2 separate regions of the Mus musculus genome follow, and region 1 is linked to region 2. Evidence: chromatin contacts called from public HiChIP or PLAC-seq data. All regions are on one chromosome and are shown on one strand. The core of a region is the stretch at or near the end of the contact, and the rest is flanking DNA. Distances in the headings are between cores, read along the strand shown.

Region 1 (6,536 bases), core at 3,914-6,413, 110 kb after region 2:
TGAGCCCATTGTAAGTGCAAGGTGTGGGTTCAAAGTCAGGGAAGGCTTTCAGAGCTAAAACTGTATCCAGTCAAGCCTGCTGTCGAGCAACCAAGTGTCCCAAGCTTCCCACAGGGGATTACCTGGTGGGTCCATGGATGCCTAAGAATGTACATTTGCAGCCTAGAGCCCAAGTCTTATCTGTGAGGACCGCTCACTGGCAGCTTTGAGGGCCACTCATAGACAGGGCTCTGCAGGAACCGACCCCAGCAACCCACAAGGTGGGGCTTCTCTGCAGAGAGGGAAGAGTCATTACAGCCCTCCACCCCTTCCGTGAAGATGGAAACTGGAGCAGAGAGCTTGGAAGTCACCTACCAAGTGATTGCAGTGTGAGCATATGTGTGTATATGTGTGTGTGTATGTGTGTATGTATATATGCTTGTATGCAGGTGTATATGTATATATGTGCATGTTTGTGTGTATACATGTGTGTATGTTTGTGTGGATATGTGTATGTATGTGCATATGTTTATGTGTATATGTGTATATGTTTGTGTGTGTATGTGTGTATATATTTGTGTGTGTATAATACATGTTTGTGTGTATATGTATATGTGTATGTTTGTGTGTGTATATGTATGTGTGTATGTATATGTATGTGTATATGTTTGTGTGTGTATGTATATGTATGTGTATGTATGGTTATGTGCAAATGTGTGTATATATGTGTATATGTGTATAATGTATGTATGTGTATATATTTGTGTGTGTATGTATGTGTATATGTTTGTGTGTGTATGTGTGTGTGTGTCATTCTTCAAGCCTGCTCCTGCCACTTGACCCCTGCATCACAGGGTTCTTGACATACCCCAGTCTCCAGGCTGCCCCTCTGGACACACCCCTCCTCTACATCTAGGCTCTGACCTGAGTCCCCACTCTTCACTCTCCAGATTGTCCCCTCTGTGCTCTGCAGTTAGAGGCAACCCTGATATTTTCCAGGGCAAAAATCTGTTGCCCGATCAAGAGAGGCCCATAAAAGCCCTTACAAGGTCCAGTTAGGACTGTACCTGTCCCAGACCAATTCTGTGGTTGGATTATTTGGAGGACCCACATGAGTATATGTTGTCACAGACTGACAACACACACTCATTTCTGTCCTGTTCGTGGCTTTATTCCTGATGCCCAGGAAAGAAGCTGACCTAAGGTCAGGAATGAATGAATGAATGAATGAATGAATGAATGAATGATTTCTTCTCATGTCCAGATGGGTGCCCTAACTTGCAAAGTCCCAGCAGATGCCAATAGCAGTTTGCTCTTTAAGCCAGCATGGTTGTTGGCCCGTCTGTTAGTATCTCCTTGCACAAGAATCTCATTAGAGATGGATTTATGTGGCACCAGCCGCCTGCCTGGTCCCTGCTGACTGCTCTAAGAGGGCTGAGGACATAAGTCCTGGAAACCAACATGCAGACCTGCCATCCAACCCCCATCTGTATCCAGATGTTCAATTCACTCCTGTTCCCCCTGCAAACACAGTGTCTCTGTCCTGGATGCTGAATAACTCCTTCTACCTGGGGACTCCCACACCCATTAGACTCTCTCACTAGAGTCAAACAGCTCTGCAAACAGGGTGCTGAGGGAGTTAAAACCCAGGCTGCTCCCTCAGGCTGTTCTGTGTCTACATTGATGTGCTTTTGATTAGATAGACAGACAGACATATAGATAGATACATAGATGGATACACACACACACTTAAACAGATAAAATCTGTTACTTGTAACCTGCAGCAATTACTGCTCTGAGCTCAGTTAGCTGAATCTTGTTAAAAGAAATAATGTCATTTTCCCCAAATGCAGCCAGCCATTGTAGGGCAGTGGCATTAAGATGCCAGGAGGTGGTAAATTCCAAAGACACACTGGTTCTCAGAAGGCAGAAATCCTTCCTTCTGGGTATTGTGAACAAAGACACAATGTTTGCATTGAAGAAGCTGAGGGGAGAGAACTGGCTGGAGACCTAGGGGCTACTGTGTGAAGGCCGAGCATCTGAGATGCCCCACCAGGTGCCAAGCTGTGCACTCATAACTGTATCCCATCCCCATGGTCACCCAGGCCAACCTCAGTCTAAGGATGAGAGGCAAGGAAGGACTGGGAACTTACTCAAGATCACACAGCTATCGGTCAGAACTCGAATCCAGACCTCTACTTGCTTCATTATCCTTTGCGAAGTGAGAGTACCAAACAGGCCATGAAAGTGTAGAACACTCTCAGGCTTGGGCCACTGCCTCTAATCTCCTTACAGCACCTTCTCTTCTCTGCCCCAGAGCCACTCTCTGCTTGCTGTGGATGGCCTATGAGGGAGCTGATGAGGACCAGATCTCTGTACACCGAGGCAATACAGGTGCATCGGTAGGAATGGATGAAGCATCCTGGACATGGAGTGGCCGGTGCTGTGTGTGGCGGGACTGAGGGGTCCAGCCTCACCTGCACTGCCCACCATGGGTAGCCCAGGCACGGGTGTGTCTGCCTGTGTTCCTTTCTATTCTGGGGAGGTTGCTTTCTCTTCCCTTTGGAGACAGGGTTTCACTCTTCGCGCACACAAGCCTGAAGCCCACACTGTGCTTGCTGGGGATCTGGCCCAGCTGATGGAGTTGCTTGCCTAGCACGGGTATGGTCCTGAGTCCAATCCTCAGCACCACACAGACTGAAAGAGGAGGATCATTTTGTGCTTGCATGGGGAATTCAAGCCAGCCTAGGATACAGGGCAAAACAAGATCAAAACACAAAATAGCCCACTGCCTAGTAGCCCAGTCTGGCCTCACACACTTGACCTCCCATCCAGTGTGGGAATTCTAGGCATGAGCTAGCCTATATGAAAACAGGCATGGAGTAGCAAGCTCGGCCATTTCCTGTGCTGTATTTCTGGCAAAGTCAAGCTTCAGGATTCGCATCCAGACCTTGCATCCCCACGCACTCTGTGGCACTGGGAATGAAGAGGTTTGCTCCATGCTATCCTCCTGCACAGGCACCTGGGGCCTCCCAGGCCAACCCAGGCCTCTGTCCCTCTCTAGCTGTGCCCCCCACACTCTAATTAGATTCCCCTGGAAGTAAGAGGTTTTTGTGCAGTTCTGCTAAACGAAAAGAGGTTTGACAATTGCCTTTCTTTCTCCTCGTTAATAACTTGCCACGTCTCAAGGAGGTTGTACTTACGGCTGGCATGCTGGAAAATTATTCTGTCCCCTGCGAACTCACTTTTCCTCTTGAGGAAAATTGAAAACTGGATTTTTCTCCTCCGTCCTGGCCTCCTCTCTACCTACCTTGTGCTCAGAATAGCCTCACCCTGGTGCGCATTCCCTCTGCCTCCAAAACAGAATCCTCTGCCTCCTGCCCCCCCCCAGCATGGACAGGCCCGGTGCCCCCCTCCCCCGAGGCTGATCTGGGGAGCAGTGAGGAATCTTTCCTTGGTGAGTGGTGGGATGGCCTGGGGTGAGAGTAGAGCAGTCGGCTCCACTTTGAGATGCTGAGATGGTTTTGGCCTCCAGAGAACTGGACAGGCTCCAGCCCTCCCGAGGCTGGGCACTGGGCACGCTGGAAGCCTTTATTGGTCCCATCGGGTTCCCGTTAAGGGTCAGGGAGTAAATCATAAACAAATGGACCAAATTTCCATTTCTGAAGGCATCTCTAGCCGGACGGGCCCTCCACGTGAGGGACATCCTCTTAAGTGGGGCCTGATGGGCTCAGGAGCCAGGTGGATAGCATCCCCATGGGCCAGGGCTGCCACGTGCACAGCCCCTGGCCCTCCCCTCGCTGGCTGGTCAGCACCACCCTCTAGTCTCCAAAGCCGGGCCAGGAAGGCTTCGGTCATGATAGAAAAATAGACAGATGATTGGCTGCCTAGGAGAGGTGGGAGTGGGTGGAGTTGGGGGTGGGGTGCGTGCGTGTGGTGGTGTAGGGAGTGGATGGCTATTGCTGCAGATGGAGACGAATGGGCTTCAGGAATTTCGAGATGGAGAAACCTGATCCAAGGGATGCCAGTGGGAAGGAGAGCTTGCTGAAGTAGAGCAGGCTTAGGTGGGTGGGACCACAGCCACCGGCTAAAGGGGTAGGGTAGAATACAGGTGGGAGACAGATGCTGGGCACCCAGGATGTCCAGGTGCCCCAAGCAGGGTCACCTAAAGCCACACCACTCTATGTGTCACACTCTCTGGCTCCCAGACTCTCCTGTCTTGCTCTCAGGACAGGCAGGGCTTGGCAAACGGAGATAGACTCAACCACACCCATGGAATAATTGGTTTTTGCAGTGATTAAGGCTATTTGCCAACCAAGCCCTGGGTAACGAGTATCTTATTTAATCCTTGTAAGAGGTCCTCTGGGTGGCTAAGGATCTCGAATGTCCTTGTGAAAGACCCTGGCTCCAAATGGCAGTACCACCCTACCAAGGACCATCAGAGCATGCAGAAGGTAGCTCTGGAGCCCCAGGTAATTTAGAGGCATTGACAGAATAGTTCTTTCTGTTTAACTACTGCAAAGATAAAGCATCCCAGAGGGGCAAAGCTATGTCCCGGGACACAGAACTTCTTGAACTTCTGTGCTGAGTGCTGACTAAGGGGCTGAACCCAGAGGTCTACTTGTTCAAGACCTCTTTCCACATCAAGAGTCCTACCAAGGAGAAGATGGATCCCAGAGAGGGGATAGGATTCCCAGAAAGCCACACAGCACAGCAAATGAGTGGTCAGGGCCAACCAGGATCATCAAGCCTTCCCTGACTCTGTTTGTTGCCAGAGAATCCCAGGTGTGCTTGGGATGCTACCGAAGAGAAGGCTGAAAGCCAGCACACCTTACCAGACAATGAAGGCGTCTGTGCTGTGACTACTGTCCACTAAGTCCTAAGCTCACCCACAATGGACTCTAAAGCATGATAGCCTCCTTCCGTTTTCCCCTGGAAGCCTAGAAGCAGGGCTACCTCACTCCCCAAGGGACCAGAACCCTCGAGGACAGAAGAAACAGGTTTAAGCAAGGAGAGAAGGAACCCCAGTCCCTCCCTGGGCCCCTTGGGAAAGCTGACACAGGAGTCTGCCCCATCCTCTTGGGCCCTGACTTGTTGGGGGAGAAACCTGAGGAGGCCGGCACTAGCCTGGGCAGAGACTTAGCTATAGCCATGCAGCTGAGTCACTGTTTGCTGAAGGTTGCCTAGATATGTCCCAGCAGGCCCAGCCCAGGGCCTGCTCCAGCTGCAGACACACCTCGAGTGCCCCAAAAGCAGGACAAAGGCAACCCTGCTCCTGGTGTGTGGGTGTGTACGTGGGGGTGTCCCAGGGAATGCTCTGCTCCTGAGAAAAGCCTATGGAAATGTAGGCAAAGGGTGGGTACCTGATTGATGTTTCAGAAGTGGAAGCCGTTATTATGGTCGGCAAGCTTTTGATGGGCACCTATTCGACGCCAGGGGAGCTCTCTCAAGCTGGTGTCTCTTCTAATCTGCTTGTCACCTCTGTGTGAGGACTGTCACACCTGGAAGGGTTTGGCTGTGTGTGACAGCGACTGCTGGACTATGTATAGTGAGCCTGTTCACCCTCCATAGCTGAAACTGCCTGTGAGCCTTTTTCTTTTTGACTGCCTCTGTGTGTGTGTGTGTGTGTGTGTGTGTGTGTGTAGATGAGTTAGGTTCTCCCGTAGCCCAGGCTAGCCTCAAACTCACTATGTAGCTGATGATGGCTTTGAACTTCCCATCTCCCTGTCTCCATCTCTTAAGTGTGTGCTGAGCGTGTGCCACCACGCCCTATCTGGAACAGCGTTGGGGACCCTATCTCAGGAGTTGGAGCACTGTATCAACTGAGCTCAGCCTTATTTGGGAGTTTTTTGTTTTTTTTAATAACTACCCATACTAGACCACCTACTCTGGGCTGTTTGATCTCACTGGTGTGGAGGAAGTTCCAGATAGGTGTCAGGGTCCCAGCTGAAGGGGACCGTGTGCCCAAGCACCCGGAACTGGGGAAGTGAGTAGCCTATACTGCTGTGTTTAGAGTACTTTCCAAAGTCCTGAACTCTCTACCCCTCCCACACCCACTGCAGCACAAGGAGTCGATGCTAAGCAAGGCATACATCCATACATCTGGCCTCACACCCTCCACGAGCGGCTTCTGGAGGGGGGGGGGGAAGCATCTTTATGGACCACAGCTCTGTCGGTAGCAAGATCGCTCAGCATGCAGGATGCTGTGGGGTTGGTCCCCAGCCCTCCTAAACCGTTTGGGGTTTTGCTCTAGTACTCTGGAGATGAATGCAAGAAGTTCAGGGTCAGAAGTTCAGGGTCATGTTTGCTGCAGAGCCAGACTAGGGTACAAGAGATCCTATCTGGGAAAATTAAAATGTGGGGGCGGGGTTGCAAAACAAATCACTCTTACACCCCAGAGGCTCTGGGAAGGATGCAGGCGAAGTTCATGCACGCAAGCACCCACGCACACGTGCGCAGAACCCTTCTCTCTCTAGCTCTTCTCTGTTACATTTGGCCAGAAACTTTTTTCCTTTGTTTGTTTTCCAAACAATGTCTCACTAAGTAGCCTTAGCTGT
Region 2 (6,345 bases), core at 968-3,467:
AAGCCAGTGGAGGAACAGTGCTGAGTGAGGGTCAGCCTACCCAAGACCAGGTGAGCAGTGGCTGGCGTGTGTGAGACAGGGTGACGGAGGGAAAGTGACTCGGGTCTGAGGGCTGGTGTTAGTGCTGAGGCCTGTGGGGTGAGGTGGGACATAGTTATGGGGAGAGCACCTTCCTGCCAGAGAGAGCCATGAGTGGGAGGTAGGTGTTGGCCAAGCAAGGGCCAGGCCCTCCTCAAGGGATTTGACCTTAGGATAGCAGGTAGTGTGAGTTGTATGTGTGTGTGGTATATGTATGTGTTGTGTGTGGTGTGTGCATGGTATGTTGGGTGTATGTTTTACAAGTATGTGTTTTGTGTGTGTGTGTTGTATGTGTGTGTGTTGTGTGTATAGTATGTGTGTGTTGTGTGTGTGTGTGTTTTGTGTGTTGTATGTGTATTGTATGTGTGTGCTGTGCTGTATGTGTGTGTTGTGTTTGTGAAGTATATGTGTGTTGTATGTATGTGTTGTGTTGTATGTGTGTGTGTTGTGTTGTATGCATGGTATATGTGTGTGTGGTATGTTGCGTGTGTTCTGTATGTATACATGTGTGTTGTTGTGTATGTGTGTATATTGTATGTATGTGTGTTGTGTTGAGTGGTGTGTGTGTGTGAGTATGAGTGTGTGTGCTGCCTGGGGTGAGAAACATCAGCAGAAATGGTCCATATCTGATTTGAGCCTGAACGATCCTAAGATGCAAGCCCAGCTTGGTGGCACATGCCTCTCAGCCTGCCAGTCAGGAGGCTAAGGCGGGAGGGTCCTGAGTTCAAGCTCAGCACCCGCACAGAGGGAGATGCTATCTCAGAAAAGGAAGCAAACAAACAAAGGGCCTGGATGTAGTTACGAGAATATTCGGGGGTGGGGAGAGGGTCTGGTGGTTCTGCGGATGATGTCCAGCGTGTAGCAGGCATTATGAAAAGCAGCATAGTTTTTAGCCTAGACAGCTTGGCCACGTAGAGAAGAGAGTTTGTACTGAGTCCCTGTACAAGGCCCCTCGGGCCTGTCCCTTCTGTGTATTCCTGCCCCCAGTCTCCTTTGCCACTGCAGTGCTTGGCAGGGCTTGTCTCAAGTATAGAACCTCTGTCCAGGCTAAAGGCTGAAAGCCCAGGTCTCCTCTTATAAACTAGATGACATCAATCAAAATGTGTTTCTGAACACCTTCATTTCCCTCTCTGTGACACAGGAGAAGGCTGCTTCTCAGAGCCTGACAGGCGATGGGGCGGTAGTGGGGACTCGTGGGATGTGCACAGCCCAGGACAGGCCATCAGGGCTGTGTGCACTGACCATTGGGCTGCACTGACCCTGCGCAGACCCTTGCCTTTCTGAACTGTGGTGTCTCCTGGCCTAGAGTCCCCAGGGTGGTGCGAGCTCATGGGATATGAGAAGTGCCTGAAGAGGGCGGGTAGAATGTCTTCCCACCTGCTCCACAGAGAAGTGGCTTCAGTGGACAGCGACAAGGCAGGGAGGGTGCCAGGGTTAGCACAAGGCTACCTACTCCAACACCACATCTTTTCTTCTCCAGCTCCCTCTTTCCAAGCTGCTTTAGAAACTTCCCAGCATTCCTTGTTGTCTCCTCTGCACATTAGAATGTGAATTGAAGCAACCTTGCATTTCTGGTGTATCTTCCCTGCCCTCCCCCACCCCACCTCCTATGCCCTCCTGTCCTCTGAGGGACACATGGACAAGACCAGGAACACCCAGGGCTGTTGCAATGTTGTGATGAAGGGGGCCTGTCACTTACAGTGTGTGGTGATAGCCTTGCGGCGGCAGTGGCCACTGCTGTGGGTAATATAGGTTCAGGAGACAGCAGGGCCTTTGGTGCTTTCTTTGCTGCAGGAAGAGTTGACTGTGACAAGGACCATTGATGACATGCGTTGACAGAGTTTAGGGATTCCATCTGTCAGGCCACGCCCAGCTGCCCGCCACTGTGGGCTTTTTTTCTTCTTCCATTTCTTCCCTCTCCCCAACCCTCTGTCTTTCTTCCTTCCTTCCTTGGGGGGGGGGGTCTCATGCATCCCAGGCTAGCCCCAAACTTACCATGACCTTGAACTTGTGATCTCCTTGCCTCTGCCTCCCTCTGGAGTGTTGTGAGTATGCACGTCAGCCACCCCATGCAGTGCTGGGGGCAGGACCCAGGGCCCCGTGAATGCATGCCGGACAAGCGCTCTACCAACCACACTAGGGAAATAGATGCCCAACTCTCAGCCTCTGCTTTGAGTCACCAAATATTTGAGCAAATACGGGTCTAAAAGGAACTGTGAATAAAGAATTCACACACAGAGAGTTAAACAAAGAGGCCTGTGGTCAGGCGTGGTCTGTATTTAACCAAGAACAATGTCATGAGCCTGTGGAGGGAGGCACGAAGGGCCGAGTACTCAGAAAGGTGCCAAGGGTGGGTGGGGGCCTCTGGGTGATTCTGTTCCCAATCAGGATCAGTGGGCTCAGCGTGGACGTCCTAAGATATGACCTGGCTTCACAAGATAAATCTGTCTTAGGTCTCAGTTCCTGGTCTAACCTCAGCTCACCGGACTTTCTGTATGTCCCTGGACTGGCTCCACCCCAAGAAACACCCAAGGCCTCCCCCCCCCCGCCCCTCCCGGCCTCTAAGCCTTTTGATTCCTTCCTGCTGTTTAGGTGAGTCCAGAGAGTAATTCTGGACAGTCCATAGCAAGTAGGTGGAAGCCTCTCAGAGGGCACCTGGGAGGTAGGAGGCTGGCATGTGTCACCGAGGGATGAGGTATATTTCAGGACATTTCCTGATTACCTGCTCTCCTTTCCACCTTCCTGTTTGCACCTGCCTCCCACCTGGGCCTGTTACAGTGCACCTGCCTCCCACCTGGGCCTGTTACAGTGCACCTGCTTCCCACCTGGGCCTGTTACAGTACACCTGCCTCCCACCTGGGCCTGTTACAGTGCACCTGCCTCCCACCTGAGCCTTTTACACTGCACCTGCCTGCCACCTGGGCCTTTTACACTGCACCTGCCTCCCACCTGGGCCTGTTACACTGCACCTGCCTCCCATCTGGGCCTGTTACAGTGCACCTGCCTCCCACCTGAGCCTTTTACACTGCACCTGCCTGCCACCTGGGCCTGTTACAGTGCACCTGCCTCCCACCTGGGCCTGTTACACTGCACCTGCCTGCCACCTGGGCCTGTTACAGTGCACCTGCCTCCCACCTGGGCCTGTTACAGTGCTCCTGCCTCACACCTGGGCCCACATCATGGCTGGCTGAGGGCATGGAGCTCCAACAAGACATATCCACTTTGCAGCCTCTGCACCAGTGCTTCCCATTCTGATATCCATGTGCAGAAAGTGGGTGGCGAACAGAGAGGGAACTGCCTTCTCCAAAGTCACACAGCTACCGGAGGCAGAGAGACAGTTCTGGAAAGACAAGGAAGGAAGTTTGCTATGTGACCCCAACCATAACTGGGGTTGACCTTAATGGAGTAGCCACAAACTGAGCAGCTGGGGGCAGGGAAATGGGGAGAAAATGAGCCATTGTAAGCAGACACACCAGTGACTTTAAGCCTGTTCACTTCGCAGCCAGAAGTCCTGGGTTTGAATCCCAGCCATGCCGCATGGTAGTTGTGTGACCTTGGGCTACCTGTTCACCCTCACTGAGCCTCAGCTTCCTGTCTGCAGAATGGAGTTGATGACGGAGGATTTAGAGAGTGAGAGCGTGTGTAAGGGTGGCTCCTGTGAGGTGCCCTCTGTCCCTTGTATCAGACTGTTGTAGTGGGTGTGACCTTGCTTTGCAGGCAAAGGAAGGAAAGAGAGGAGGGAAGGCCATCCAGCGGGGTGGTTTGTGCCCAGCCTGGCTGGCTCCATGCCTGCCCAGCCGTCTTGGCAGGGGAGTGAGGAGGGGATTGGAGGTCTGTGTGTGTTGGGGGGAAGCAGCCAGCCTGACATAAGGCCCTCAAGAATGTAATGTGCTTCCTCCCCGGCCCCTGGGAGCCTGGTAATCCTGGATGTGGGGAGACAGCTGCTTGGCCAGCTTGGGGGTGGGGGTGGGGCTCAGGGGGTACCCTGCCTTCTTGCCTTTTTTATGTAGTGCTGGGGATGTGGTTATTAACCCTGGCTGTCCTGGAGCTGGAAGGTGAGGTAGAGAGCGGCAGTCATTGTGGTAGGAAGTTGGGCGTGTCTGAGGTGGATCCTGTGGTGGAACCCTGCCTGGATAGCCTGATGTGGCCAGTTGGGTCCCCTGGGGAGGTGCCCAGCGCCTACACTCCTGAGCATGGCAGGGGAAGGGGGCTTTACCTTTTAATTACACTTTATTTATTTGTGTGGGAGGGGCATGTATGTGTAACACACAGCATCTGAAGGTCAGAGGACAACTCCCAGGAGTCTTTAGTCCTTCGACAGCGTGAATCCTAAGGATGGAGCCCAGGTCCTCAGGCTTGGTGGCTGTCATCTTTATTTCATGGACCATCTTGCTGGCTCAGGGAGGGAGGACTTTTAGCAGAGTCACAATTGCAAGGGACCTCGAACCCTAATCCCTTTGCTACACAAAAGGGGAAACTGAGGCCCAAATGAAGACAACCACTGACTCAAGGCCACTCAAAGCTGTCCTGAGTTGGAATCTTGCTCAGGCTTCCTGTCTACAGAGCTAGAGGCTTCCAGATGATCAATGCACCTGCCCTTGCTGTCTCCAGATGGCGTGGCATTCCACGTGGCTTATCTTATACCATGGCACCATCTCTACTCAGGGCCATGTGTCACCTACACAGGGCCACTTGTGCCACCCTCCGACTCTGAATCGCGTGGCAGCCAGCATTGGGACTCTTGACTGCACAGTTCAGGTTTTTCCAGCTGCTGTTTCAGGGCTCTGCAGCTCCAGAGCTTTGCTCTGATGTGAGCTCTGAGAATCGGTGATGGTTTCTCTCAGATGCACAGCAGTGGCGTGTGCGTTTTTCATAAACAATGACTCTGGGACCCTCACACACACTTCTAAGGCCTAGGGTTTCCCATGGATTGGGTGAGAGTCATCCCAGTTCCATTCTGCATCCTCCTGTGCACCCAGAAGTGAGCTGATGATATCCCTAAGGCTTCCAGATCTCGGCTCTGTCTCTGCCCGGGAACCAGCTGCCATCTCATACCTTGATGCCAGTGGCCTTCTTGCTGGCCACTGTCTTCATTCATCTGCTTACTTCTCTATACTCTCCATGGTGCCTCAGGGGTACCTGTGAGAGTCTCTGTTGCTTAGCAACTTAAGACCCCTTTCTAATGGCTCCATCACTTGGAGCAGAACCAGGAGACTTCTGGGACAGCCTGTGAAGGCCCTGCTGACCTGTCCCTGTCTACCAGGGCTCTAGTCTCATCCTCTTATTTTAGGTATTCACTAATTCTCTGGTTGCTTCAGACACAGAATTCTTTCTCCCCACCCCATCCCCAGGACCTTTGCACATGCTGTTGCCATTTCTTCCTAGAGTGGTTTTCCTTTACCTCTGTATGGTTGTCTCCCAGTACCTGAGCCAGCCCTGCCTGGTGGTCTGCGTGTGTCTCATTGCTGCCCTTCACATGACAATGATCTCTGACCTCTATGCATGCACATATGACCTCCACAGTGAGCACTTTCTTCGCAGTGCTCAGTGGCATCTGCGATCCTTGAGTTCATTTCATTTTTTTTTTCAGGATTTATGGTCTGCCTCTGCAGCCTAAGACGAGAACATTCTGAGGCCGAGGACTCTATCACTGCCAAAGTGCTCAGTCCTAAAACAAGCCAGAGAGATGATGGACAGGTGCTCAGCAAGTAAGTAATGAGCTGTGCACCTGACCAAGAATGGTGGAGACTGAAGGCTCTGTTTCCCTCCTGGTAGTCAGCTGCCATCTGATGTGGCTGTCTGTGGGGTACCCGCACTCCGTAAGTCGCCCCAATAAACTCACAGATTCACTAAACTGGATTTGGGTGGCTTTGTTTCTTTCTCTGGGGGTGGGGGAGAGATGACAGATGGGATCATCTGATGAGGGTTAAGTTGACGTTTGTCCCCCAGGAAAAGTCATAGAATATCTGCAATGAAGGAGTTTAGCATCGGACACTATGGCAGCCCCACGTGGTGGGCACTGCGCACGGTGGGGGGATTGGCTGATGGTGTCTGCTCTAAGACACAATGGTTGTTTGTTGGGAGGTAGGGTGAATTTTCAGAAACACCCATTTTACAGATGAGGAAGGTAAGTAGAGTGGAGACTGGGGAGCCTGAAGGCACCAGATCTCAGGTGGCTGAACTGGATTCAGGTCTGGGTCTGGATGGTTCCAGAATCCATGTCTGAAAGATCAGTGATAGGGATGGCGGTTGGGACACTCATGGGAG

The links. HiChIP or PLAC-seq counts read pairs in DNA pulled down with a chosen protein or histone mark.
Region 1: a contact with region 2 is called in an HNF4G HiChIP or PLAC-seq map of pancreatic cancer cells. The contact joins two enhancer-like sites. A contact is called at or near these places in 1 of 15 datasets of contacts at CTCF or cohesin (large pre-B cells), 3 of 484 Hi-C or Micro-C datasets (embryonic stem cells, nephron progenitors and neurons), 3 of 115 datasets of contacts at active chromatin or transcription factors (embryonic basal ganglia, embryonic stem cells and pancreatic cancer cells) and 1 of 9 other capture datasets (embryonic stem cells).

What each region holds. Positions count from the first base shown.
Region 1 is chr4:139,792,383-139,798,918 of GRCm38.p6, forward strand. All of the region lies in intron 4 of Pax7 (paired box 7), which reads right to left. Among named protein-coding and RNA genes, the nearest start is that of Pax7, 37 kb to the right of the region's middle. Within about 2 kb of position 5,164, at least 29 of the 459 cell types and tissues checked have an H3K27ac peak or open chromatin away from gene starts, as enhancers often do. A contact at or near this core is called in pancreatic cancer cells, where this site is marked.
Region 2 is chr4:139,685,919-139,692,263 of GRCm38.p6, forward strand. No RefSeq gene overlaps it. Among named protein-coding and RNA genes, the nearest start is that of Tas1r2, 36 kb to the left of the region's middle. Within about 2 kb of position 2,218, at least 14 of the 459 cell types and tissues checked have an H3K27ac peak or open chromatin away from gene starts, as enhancers often do. A contact at or near this core is called in pancreatic cancer cells, where this site is marked.